Linked DNA regions of Mus musculus: region 1 is linked to region 2. Evidence: chromatin contacts called from public Hi-C data. All regions are on one chromosome and are shown on one strand. The core of a region is the stretch at or near the end of the contact, and the rest is flanking DNA. Distances in the headings are between cores, read along the strand shown.

The links. Hi-C and Micro-C count contacts between places; a contact is called where the count stands out from the background.
Region 1: a Hi-C map of cerebellar granule neurons shows a contact between it and region 2, with 1.6 times the contacts expected there. The contact joins the enhancer-like site here to the promoter of Adamts18 in region 2. A contact is called at or near these places in 1 of 39 promoter capture datasets (epiblast stem cells), 5 of 484 Hi-C or Micro-C datasets (cerebellar granule neurons, cerebellum, nephron progenitors and 1 more), 3 of 115 datasets of contacts at active chromatin or transcription factors (all in embryonic stem cells) and 3 of 9 other capture datasets (adipose tissue, liver and pancreatic islet).

What each region holds. Positions count from the first base shown.
Region 1 is chr8:113,881,620-113,886,992 of GRCm38.p6, forward strand. No RefSeq gene overlaps it. Among named protein-coding and RNA genes, the nearest start is that of Adamts18, 35 kb to the left of the region's middle. Within about 2 kb of position 3,747, at least 9 of the 459 cell types and tissues checked have an H3K27ac peak or open chromatin away from gene starts, as enhancers often do. A contact at or near this core is called in cerebellar granule neurons, cerebellum and epiblast stem cells, where this site is marked.
Region 2 is chr8:113,845,983-113,851,747 of GRCm38.p6, forward strand. Adamts18 (a disintegrin-like and metallopeptidase (reprolysin type) with thrombospondin type 1 motif, 18) reads right to left here and starts at 2,857. Exons shown (of 23, transcript NM_172466.3): 1 at 2,405-2,857; 2 at 2,212-2,302. The coding sequence starts at 2,494.

The DNA.
Region 1 (5,373 bases), core at 2,497-4,996, 37 kb after region 2:
GAGAGTGCTATGTCTTCATCTGAAGGCTGCTAGCAGAATACTGACTTCCAGAGAGCTAGGTTGAGGGTTTTATAGCCCACACCCACAGTGACACACCTATTCCATCAAGGCTACACCCTCTAATAGTGCCACTCCCTGGGCCAAACATATACAAACTATCACAGTATGTTAGGATTTTATCTGTAACATGAGGAGGGATTTAAATATGAAATTGTTTTTTGGAAGTACTGGGACCTGTTGGGAAAGATGTCTGTCTATCAGAAATGTCTGACTCTGTACATCTTTGTCCTTGGCATCATGCTTAAAAGTCATGACATCTAGAGATTCTTCTCTGAAACCTACACTAGGTCAAGATCCCAGCAAAGGTGTCTTCTGGATAATGCTAATTCCCACAGGTATCCCTAGCACAAGATGAGGCACACAGTAGGTTCTCAATCAAAACAAGTGAGAGACACCAGGAGTGAATGTAGCTATAGCAACTTAACTTCACTACAATAGCACAATGGAGTATAGCACTTTAGTTTCACATAGAACAGCACACTGCCTAGGTGATTTGACAAATTAGAATAGGCTTCTTTTTCCCCCCCGTCTTTGAAAGGCACTCCCGTCAAACGTGAAGTGTGGAAAGATCAATATCTTCTGCAAAATAACATGGGTTTCGTTGAGTTCCCACGGCAGGAGGGGAGAGTACTGCATGCCTACAGTGTATTCAAGGTTCCAGTTAGGAAACTCAGGAAACATATTTCTTCCAAATATACCTACTCCAAATAAAGAGGGAGGGAAACACACACAAACACACACACACACACACACACACACACACACACAGAGCGAGAGAGAGAGAAAGAGAGAGAGATGGAGGGAGGGAAGAGGGGGAGAAGGAGGAGGAGAGGAAGAGGAAGAGGAAGAGGAAGATCTTTTCTTTAGAAAGCATAGTTTTGACAGTGATCTTGATTCAGTGGGATGTTCCCTGAAACCAAGGCAGGTGATCAAGGAATATGAGAAGCAGGGGAGGCAGTGTTACTCTGAAGGTAAACACAAACCACAGATCCAGAAAGCCCAAAGGAGGAGGAAGCGCTGTTGAAGGCTGAGCTGACTGTTCCAGGAGGCACTTGGTCTAGTCTAGTCATCTCCCTCTCCTTGAGCCTCAGAGTCCTGCCTGTACCAGTTCAGGTCATTTGCTCATTTGACCCGTTCCTTTGATCACAGCAAGGTTAGAGGAAACTGTCTCTCACAGTCTGGTGGTTAATTAGGTAATTCCTGCCCCTCACCATTTCCTCTATGATAAAGTGCTTGAAAGAACATAGATGGCAATGAAGATGAGCCTCCCCTGTAATCAGGATCCTCAAACCTCTACATAGAGCCCATAGATCTGAAGGATGGACCCCGTGTAGCCGCAGAAAAAGCAAGATCCATTCCCTAGGGCCAACAGCCCATCGCTGTTTATAAAACAGGAATTTTCTGCTGTCTAACAGGTAACAGCCACCTGCCTCTCGCTGGTGCCCACCAAACACTCAATATTAAACTCCATGAAAACAAGAAAAAACAAGAGATTTTCCTACCAAGCCTTTGATCTTACCACGGTTTGCTTTGCTCTCTTTCCTTCGCCCCTTCTCTTTCTTTCCCGCTCCCTTTTTCTACTTCCTCGGGTACTTGTTCAAGGATATTCTGTGTGGTCAGAAACAGCTTGATTTCTGTAATCACCAGATGAAATGGACACCTCACCACTCCATAACACAGCTTGGGTTTGCAAGCACAGTTGATAAGCCTAGACTAGGGTCTGTCATCCTAGCTGCATGGGTAGCCAAGGCAGAAGAATTTCAACTTGCAGACCAGCAGGGGCTACAGAGCGAGCTCAAAGCCAGCCTAGCCAGCTCAGTGAGACTCACTGAGGGAAAACAGAGCTGAGTATGTGGCTCTGTGGTAGAGTGTTACGCGTGCTCCGTGTGCAAAGCCTCTAGGTTCAAGCCCCAGAACAAAACCCAAGAAGTAAGTGTACACTGCTCGGTCCCACTTTCTTTCTTTCTTTCTTTCTTTCTTTCTTTCTTTCTTTCTTTCTTTCTTTCTTTCTTTCCTTCTTTCTTTCTTTCTATTTGTTTATTTATTTATTTATTTATTTATTTATTTTTGGTTTTCTGAGACAGGGTTTCTCTGTGTAGCCCTTGCTGTCCTAGTAGATCAGGCTGGCCTCGAACTCAGAAATTCGCTGCCTCTGCCTCCCAAGTGCTGGGATTAAAGGAGTGCGTCACCCACGCCCGGCTCATCCCACTTTCTTAAGTAGGTGTTTGTGTATGTGAAGGTACGCATCTCAATGCGTGGGGCAGGGGCATGGACGTGAGAATCCTAGAAGCCAGAGGACAACCTTGACTGTTGTTCCTCAGGTCCAGCCGCTTGTTTCAGAGGCTGAGTCTCTCTCAGCGGCCTGGATCTAGCTGAGAAGACTTGGCTGGTGAGTGAGCCCCTTAGCAGGAAATCTTTGCAATATACAGGCCTTTGCTTGAGTAGCTGGCTAGGTAGGAGAGAGCCTGCAATTTCCCCATTCCTATTCAGGAAATGAGGACAAAGTACCACCAGCGGGGTTTCTAGAGATGGCTTTCCCTACCCCAACAAAAGAACAATGCCACCCCAGGGATCGAACACAATTGAGAAGAGACTCACTTTCCTACTTGCTGATTGCATCAAGGGAAAGTTCTGCTTGGGCTCGCGGGCCCCAGCGTGTCTTTTCTATCCTTCTCTTTTAAAAGGGAGATTAAGAGAGCATTAGGGAAAGAGCCAGCTCAGGGGAAGAACCTTTGGCAGGCAAAACTGTCTAATTAGATAGTGATTAAAAAATAATAAAACAGTGAAAATAATATAAATAACATAGTATTTAAAAATTCTTATTATGGCAAATGATATATAAAGATTTCTTTTATGCATTTGTATCTGAGGGGACAGGAACAGTGATCTAACTTAAAGAGGAAGGAAGATCAAAGAGCTGCCAGTTCAGCTGCTGGCTGGATAGTTCTGTCTGTCCTATAGCCTGCTTGTCCTGTGTGTCATTTTATTTTATATAATTTTTATTTCACTAGATTGGAGTTCTACAAGGTAGTTTCCTACAAATGTACTACATGTCCTTTAGAGCATTATCCACATATGTCCACTCCCTCTCCCCACCTTTCCATTAGTCCTACCTGCTCTCCTGAATGTTTTTACTTGTATTTATATCACCTCCACATGTGCAACTGTGTGCCTATAAAGAACAAGACCTACGAGTGAGAGGAAAGATGAAATGCTTGCCTTCCCTCAATGTACTTGATTGACTTAATATGCTAATCTCTCATTGAATCCACTTGCCTGCAAATGACCTTACTGCATTCTGTAACCTTGTTTTCCTCCCCAAAGTCAAGAACAGGCTTGGACTGTCTCAGATCTATAAGACACAGAACAATGGTCCCTCCGATGGCCTCTTCATCTTTGGAGCTGCAGCTTGTTTCATTCGATGATCCTTAAGGTCTGTTTAAGCCATAGTGTGTTACAGGAAGAACTCAGAGAAGAGATGGGCTCTCCCCCAATGCACAGGACTTGGAAGTGGCACAACTGGTATAGGGATCCAGTGCTCCCTGCCCTCCCACCCACTACTGACTCTGTCCAAGCAGGTTGGAGGCAGTAATCCCCATTTCTAGCCACACTCTCATCCTGTAAGTATTTGCCAAGTGGGACAAGAGAAGCCTCAGACTGCCAATTCCAAGGCAGAGTCCATCTGGTGTGTGAGAAAGACCTGTGTGACAATGACAATCAGGAGTGAGATAACTCCATCCTCGAGCCACTGGAGACCATGCAGTTCCATTCTTCCTGAGAGCTGGACGATGGCCTCTTCCTTCTGATCACATAGGAGACTTCCTTGTGTTTACTGTTCCCACAGGCCAGACCCAGGGTGGGCCTTCTGTGAATGCTTCCCAGGCCCACCCTGTCTAAACACGCAGTCCCTACCAAGTACTTTTCAGTTACCCTAGGAACATTGCACTCAACCCTTCTGCTGGGAAAAAAAAAAAAAAAAAAAAAACCCAAAAGCCACTGTACCAAATGCCAGAAGTGTCTGTGTCATTTTGTTTATTGGATCTGGTCCCACTGATAATTGAAGGTCTACTAACTTTTGAACAACAGCAAAAAAAAAAAAAAAAAAAAAAAAAAAAAAAAAAAACACCATAGGGAAATTACTTCACTTGTCTCAACAGGAATCTGTCCGGTATGGTGGCATGCAGATGCAGTACCCATTCAGAGATCAAAGCTTGCAGTGTCCCAAATTCATACCCCTTGGGCTCCAGCACATTTTCTAATCATGGTAACTGGAAATTTGTCAACTCAAGCTTGTTTGAAAGGCACATGGATTTGGTTTATACTCAGTGAAGTGATTTCCTGATTCAGCAAGAACTGTCTATAAATGGTACCTACTATGCTTTAGAAAGTCCCTCTGGAAACAAATGTTAAGACCATTCACCATTCACAGGCAGCTAAGGAGATGGCTCAGTGGATAAAATGTTTGCTGCAAAATCACAAGGACTAAAGTTCAAAATCTCCAGGACCCACATAAAAAAAAATATATCAGTCATGTGAGCCCATGCTTATAACCTCAGTACTAGGTATCTGAGACAGGCAGAGCTAGAGGTTTCCTCCTGAGCCAGTAAAGCCAATGAGTGATCTCAGGGAGAGACATGGTGATTGGGGAAGACGGTCTCTGGTCTCCACACAAGTCCACACAGTGTATACACTCACGGACCACACAAAAGAATGTCTTCTGTGCATCAGAATTCACCTTCAGTAACTTCAATTAACAGTCTGTTAATTAGAGCAAATGATGTAGGTTAAATAGAAAAATCATTTGAATAATAATAATATAAAAAAACCTTGGAATTCACACATTTCTCTATCCTAAAATTAAGCTTCCATCTGCCTTCACTGTTAAGTGAGAAATTTGAAGGAAAGCAGAAACTAAGCACTCATACAGTGCCGCTACTCACTGGTTGGAGAGCATCTCCAGGACATCTGGTCTACCTGCTGGCTGGAGAGCATCTTCAGGACATCTGGTCTACCCACTGTCTGGAAAGCATCTCCAGGACATCTGGTGCACAAGCAGAGGGATGTGGACTTAGGAGCCCAGGGGAGGATGGAACAGCAGCCAAGTGCATCGCTTGAAGTCAGGCTGCCATCATCTGAGAAAGCTAACTACAGCATTTACCAGCTCTGAGTCTTCACCTGGGTCATTCCCTGGAGCGCACACCTGTAATCCCAGCACTCTGAAGGCAGGTGGATTGTCATGACATTTAGGCCAGCCTGGGCCACACAGTGAGTTCAAGGCAAACTTAGACAGCACAATGACCTAATTTTAAAAAA
Region 2 (5,765 bases), core at 1,607-4,106:
GGGGGGGTTAGGGGAAGCTGGGCAGCGAGGAAACAATTTGCTATAGGAAAGAGCAAAGTCAGTATGCTGCTTTCTTTCACAAAACATTGGAATTGAAAAGCATCGTCCCAGAAGATGATGTGGAGCATGCCCAGTGTGAATTAAAAAAAAAAAAAAAAAAAAAAAAAAAAAAAAACTTCCACTTTCTAGGCACAGAATGGGAAACTAATTTGTAAAGTGTTTAGAAAGATTCCGAACAACTAAGAGGCATGTTTGAGTCACTTGGGTCCTTGGCTTGCAGAAGAGAAAGGGGGGGGAGGGGGATTCCCTTCCTTGAACAGTCAACAACAATGAAATAAAAACAGAAGATGCTAAGGAATCAGGGAGTCTCGGGTGTGTAGAGATCGATACACAATACACAATTCTAATTGGGCTTAATTAGTAAAGACACCCAACAGGACCATTTGTGACTTTTAAGGTGTGGCCAGCTCTTTTATGGTTCTTTCATTTTCTCCTTCTCTCCTTGAAACTAGAAACACCCTATCATTGACATATTCTTCAGAAAATAAAAGGAAAAAATGTGTTTCCCTTCTCTTTCCCTTAAAACTGAGCAGCACACATCTTAGTTCTCAAAAATTTCTGATATGTTGTTCTGCAGGTATGTAGCTTTTGATTAAAGCCGTCTTTCTTTCCTCGCTTTTTTTTTTAAAAAGGGAAAACCCATTTTCTCTATCTACCAGTCATACCTAACTACATAATAACCTTTTCCAACATATGTGCGGTTTCTACAGTGTGTGTTTCCGGTTTCTACAGTGTGTGTTTCTTACCTCCTTGTGCACGGCCATCTGAGATTGCACCTGCTCTTACTTGGAAGACCATGTAGGCGTGTTAGCCAATCATCTAGACCCCTCACCCCCTACCTACCCCAGACACCTGCTACAAGTTTGTTTCCAAGAGAGGAACATACAGGCTGTTGGTTACATTCAGTCCTGTCTTGGAGAGGGAGCACCGAGAGGTTGGGGGGTGGGGGTGGGGGAACCAATGTGCTGTGCTCTGCTAGCTACTTATGGTCCTTTCAGGGGCTGGGAAATATAGCTTAGTAAGCAGAGTTCTTGTCAGACATGCATGAGGCCCTGGGTTCAATCCTCATCACTACATAAACCAGGTGTGTTGGGCATGCAATAAGGAGGTGGACCCTAAGGCCAAGGTCATCTTTTCCAAAGCTAGATTACATGAGACTCTGCCTCCAAAAACAAAATACAGAAGTACTTTCGGGCCACGCCTGGGACAGAAGAGCTCCCCAGCCATTAGATCCTGGTGGAACAGGAAGGAAGTTTTAGAAACTATAGACTCTGGCTGGTCCAGTTCATTTCTGGGTCTCCTATTCTCCAAACATCCAATCTCTGGAAGCTTTTACACATAATTCTAGTGGCTTTCAGTCCCAGAGTCAGCCCTTGCACCAGGACAAGAGGACTCAATTCTACAAAGATGAAAAATTTAGAATCCCCAGAAAGCCATGGTGGCCTGTAAGGTCTTGCTAAAGAGCCCTGGGCAAACATCAATTGTCCTCTTGCTGCTAGTGGGAGACACTGAGAACAAGGGTTTTTCTCTCTCTATGAGTTCTGTGGAGTTAATAAATGAGAAAACCGAAGCGTGTGCTAGATCTTTGAAGCTGGAAGACAGAAAAAAAAAGGGGGGGGACTTAAAGCACCTTGCGACAGGGTGTTCCCCCAAAAGAAGACATCTTTTGGGCATCCGTGAGGCGATGTCACTGAAGAGAGAGTATTCAGTGGGAAACCAGCAGTAAGGAAAACACGGGTGGAGTGGGGGAGGGGAGACACTCACCCCTCTCAGCCTCAATCTGTGGCTTTCCCAGCGGAGGAAGGAAACGAAGGAGCCTTTTATCAATTCCCCACCCGGTGCCCACTTCCTCTCTAATTTCTTACTTAAGTTCGGATTTATTTTTCTTAACAAGCCATCTGTGAAAGAGGGAAATTATTTTCTCATCTCTGTGACTCGTAGCTTGAGGCACTGATTTTCTGATAAGCTCACAGGACCTTGCTGCGCTTCCCTCTTTCTAACCAGGGAGCCTTTTGCTCAGACAGCACACACCTGCCAGGTTAGGAGATGCTCCTTAACCTACCACATCTCACGCTAACACAAAGGGGACCAAAGTGCAAGGGGAAACCCTTGTGGGATGGTGGAGTACCCAGAGAGAGGGTAAATACGAACCATCATTTAATCCGCTGCCACCGCTGCTGCCGCTGTCACTGGCTAAGGCGACGGCCACCGAAGCACAGCAGAAGCAGCACAGCTGGAGTGCCTGCAAGAAAGAAAAGGGTGACACCGCCGCGTGAGCAGCGTCGCGGGGCGGGCGCCTCCCTCGTCCCCGCTGTGCGGCGCGCCCCTCGGTGGTGGCACCTGCCTTGGCCAGACGCCCCAGTCCCGCGGGCCCCCACGGCGGCCCGGGACCTGCGGCCCGGAGGGCGCACAAGCACAGGAGGGCGCACTCCATGGTCAGGTGCGGACGCGGTGACTGTGGCAGGCGCGCATTGTCCCCCGCGGGCAGCGGAGCCCCAGGTGTGGCGCCAGGTGCGAGTGGCCGCCGCCGCTCACATGGCAGCACGAGAGCCTGCGAGCCTCCTCCCTGCTCTAGCCTCGCGGGCCTGAGGTGCTTCGGGGTGTAGGGAGCTCTGCCAGAGCCCGGTCTGCAGCGCCTGTGGCTATGAAACTCTGTTGGTGATGCTCGCGGGTCTGGGCGCTTGTCGGTATCAGAGTGATTGTGTGCGGCTCGCACAGAGCAGCCAGCTGGCTCCCCCAGCGCGCTAGAGCCGAGCGCCCGCCTCTCCTCCGCTCCGTGATTGGCGACCGGAGGTTTCCCCGGGTTCGTCCGAGCTCCTGTGCAGTAAAGGGCGTGGGATTTCTAGGCCTGGGCTCCGAGGGAGGGAACAGAGGGGGCGGGGAGGCCGGGTGGGAGTCAAGGGGAGGGAGGGACGGACACACCGCCAGGAGAGGGAGGGCAGCTCTCAGGGTCCGCCTTGGGATCCTAGCTCAGGCGCACAGAGAGATGAGCCTGGACGCTGGAGGCGCAGGTAAGAGGCGTTACTTTCAGACGTGTCTTCTGGTGACAGGGTGAAGAAACCCAAGGCTTGCTGGAAACTTTCTGCAGCTCTCTTTCTTGTGCCACATCCTTGCCCCTGCCCTGACCAGGTGGGAACCCTGAACCTTTGATGAAAAGATGTACGACCTGAAGCTCTTGCGAACTCAAGATCTCCCTGCTGCCCAGAATCCCACCAGCAACTATCCCATCCAGAGCAGTTGAAGAATAGACAGTGGGCAGTGAATAAGTAGTCACTGTCTCCGGTGTGTGAACCCTCCCCCACACCCCTTCTCTGAGATGGTTTTTTCCATGCTTTCTTTTTAACAAGTTGAATCTTGTCCCCAGACACCCAAACCCCTTTGTATTAGTCCTAAGAAACAGCTTTGTGGTGGGCATGCGGTACCTCCTATTCTGTATGGCTAGCCATTTCCTCAATGCATTTAATTGATTCTTATGATCTCTACAGTTTGTAGTGAGGAAGAAAATATAGCCTTTCATAGGCCAGAGGAACAAGACCTTCATTGGGTAGCTGAGCCACAGTAAAACAGTAATAGAAATCTGTGATTGCAAGTATCTGTAAGGATCACAAAGGGGCTCTTAAGCCAGAAAGGTTGAAGTTGTGAGAGAGGAGGGAGGGAGGCAGGGAGAAAACTTGTCAGACATGAGACATCTCTTATAGATGCCACTGGGGAAGGGGGAAGCCCCCAAATTAGGTCTACATGAAGAGCTTGAAGTAGGAAAGGGTGTTGTTGTTGTTGTTGGTGGTGGTGGTGGTGGTGTTTGTTGTCATGGCTATGAAGGAAGTGTTAAACAGGTCAGAAACAAAACCATGTAGTGGCTAGGTGAGAAAGGTATTGGCAGGAGACAAATCTCCTGCAGGTATGGTGGATGCAGGAAAGCAATTAGATTTCAGTGAATGTGTGTTGTGTGTAGGTAGGGAATATATCAGCTCCAAAAATCAGCCAAAAGGAAGCTTGTTGATTATGTAGACAGGTCAGGGGTACCGAGGCAAGTCATGGAGGAGAAAGTTACGCTACTATTGCCAGCATTAGAGTGTGCCATGATAGATCTTACACCCAAGCGTGGTAACAGGAGACAGCCCTGCTCAGTTCCCTGAATACCAGCTAAATGAGGTCCATGCCAGTCTTAGAAGTGATTGCTCAGTATACACAGCCTTGTTCACTGATGCAACAGTGAGTGGATGCTAAACGTGGGCTGTAGAGGCAGAATGTGGCACATGTCTGCTGGAAGGGTAAGGCGTGGCTTCAAAGTGAGAAACATCTGGTTCTGTAACCACTGGGGTTTCCCAGGGCCCCTGTCCTACAAAATGTTAAACAGGAACCATCATGATAGATCTAAAGGTTATTGTAAGAACTAAGTCTATTTTTCTATGCATTTCATAAGTAGGCTTTGAAAGTACGAACGGAGGGAATTTCTTTGTATAATATGTTAAGCGAAACTTACATGTGCATCATGCCTGCAATGCTGAACCAGGATCCATTGAGTCTAGGATCCAGACATGAGCATCCGGCAGATTATGACATGGGGTGACTTAACGCCTTGGGTAGCTTCACGGAAGAACTGGATACTAAAGGAAATTAGACATCAAAGACATGCAGTAAAAATTTACCCCACCATGTGACTAACCAACAGGCTAAACAGGAAAGAAGGACTGTTGTCAAGGATGCTGCCAATCACAGCACCAAGGAAACTCAAAAGGAAACTGGAGGGGCGAAGGGTCTACCCACAATCAGCGCATAATAACTGTGTCCTTGGCTAATGTTCTTCCACAGACTAAGATGAGTTTGCAACAAGAATTATCCACATCACTCCAGGTCCCCTCAGTGACTAAGTTCAAGGGTAGAATCCAAGGAAACAGCTCTAAATTACATAGTCTATGTTAAGTGTCAGTCTAAGCACTACTACATTTGGACATGGACAACTCTTTGTGATGGGGACTCCCTGTGCATTGTAACCATCCAGTATTTAGCAGTCTCCCTCTGGCTTCACCAACTACATACCAGTACCACTCCAAATCAGCTCCTTTTCTCAGGACTGTGACAAAGTACAAAGTATCCGAGGATAAAGCAACATAAGAGAGGGAGGGTTTGTATTAGCTCATAGTTAGAAGGGATACCTTTCATGCTATCAGGAGAGATAGGCAGCTGGTTACGTTGTGTCCACAGAAAGGAAGCAATACCCATATTGAAGGCACTATCTCCTTTTTTTCAACTTGAGATTCCACCCACATGTGGCCTGATGCCAACCATATTTAGAGTGAGGTTTTCACCTCAACAGTTAGCTCAATCTTCTAGATTGCTAACGGCCACATAGACATGCCCAGAGGCTCACCTCTAGGTGATTCTAGATCCTGCCAAACTGTCCGTCAATATTAATCACCATATATACACAGTTAGGACAGACATCCAGATGTTCCCAGGGTGAAGGTGAGGAAGGTCTTGCCCAGGCGAGGACATAAATGCAAAGTGTCGTTCCTAATCTTAATCGCTTCTCTATCAACATGAAGTCATCGGGTACTCGTCCAATGAGGTCCTTGGCCTCTTAATGTAGGTGGTTCTTCTGCCTCCATGTCTTTCTGGTTGAGACTCATTTCTTGTAACACTGTAAATATAACAGTCAAAATTCCAATTGTTTTCATGTAAAGGTGAAAGTTTCCAGTCTCTCC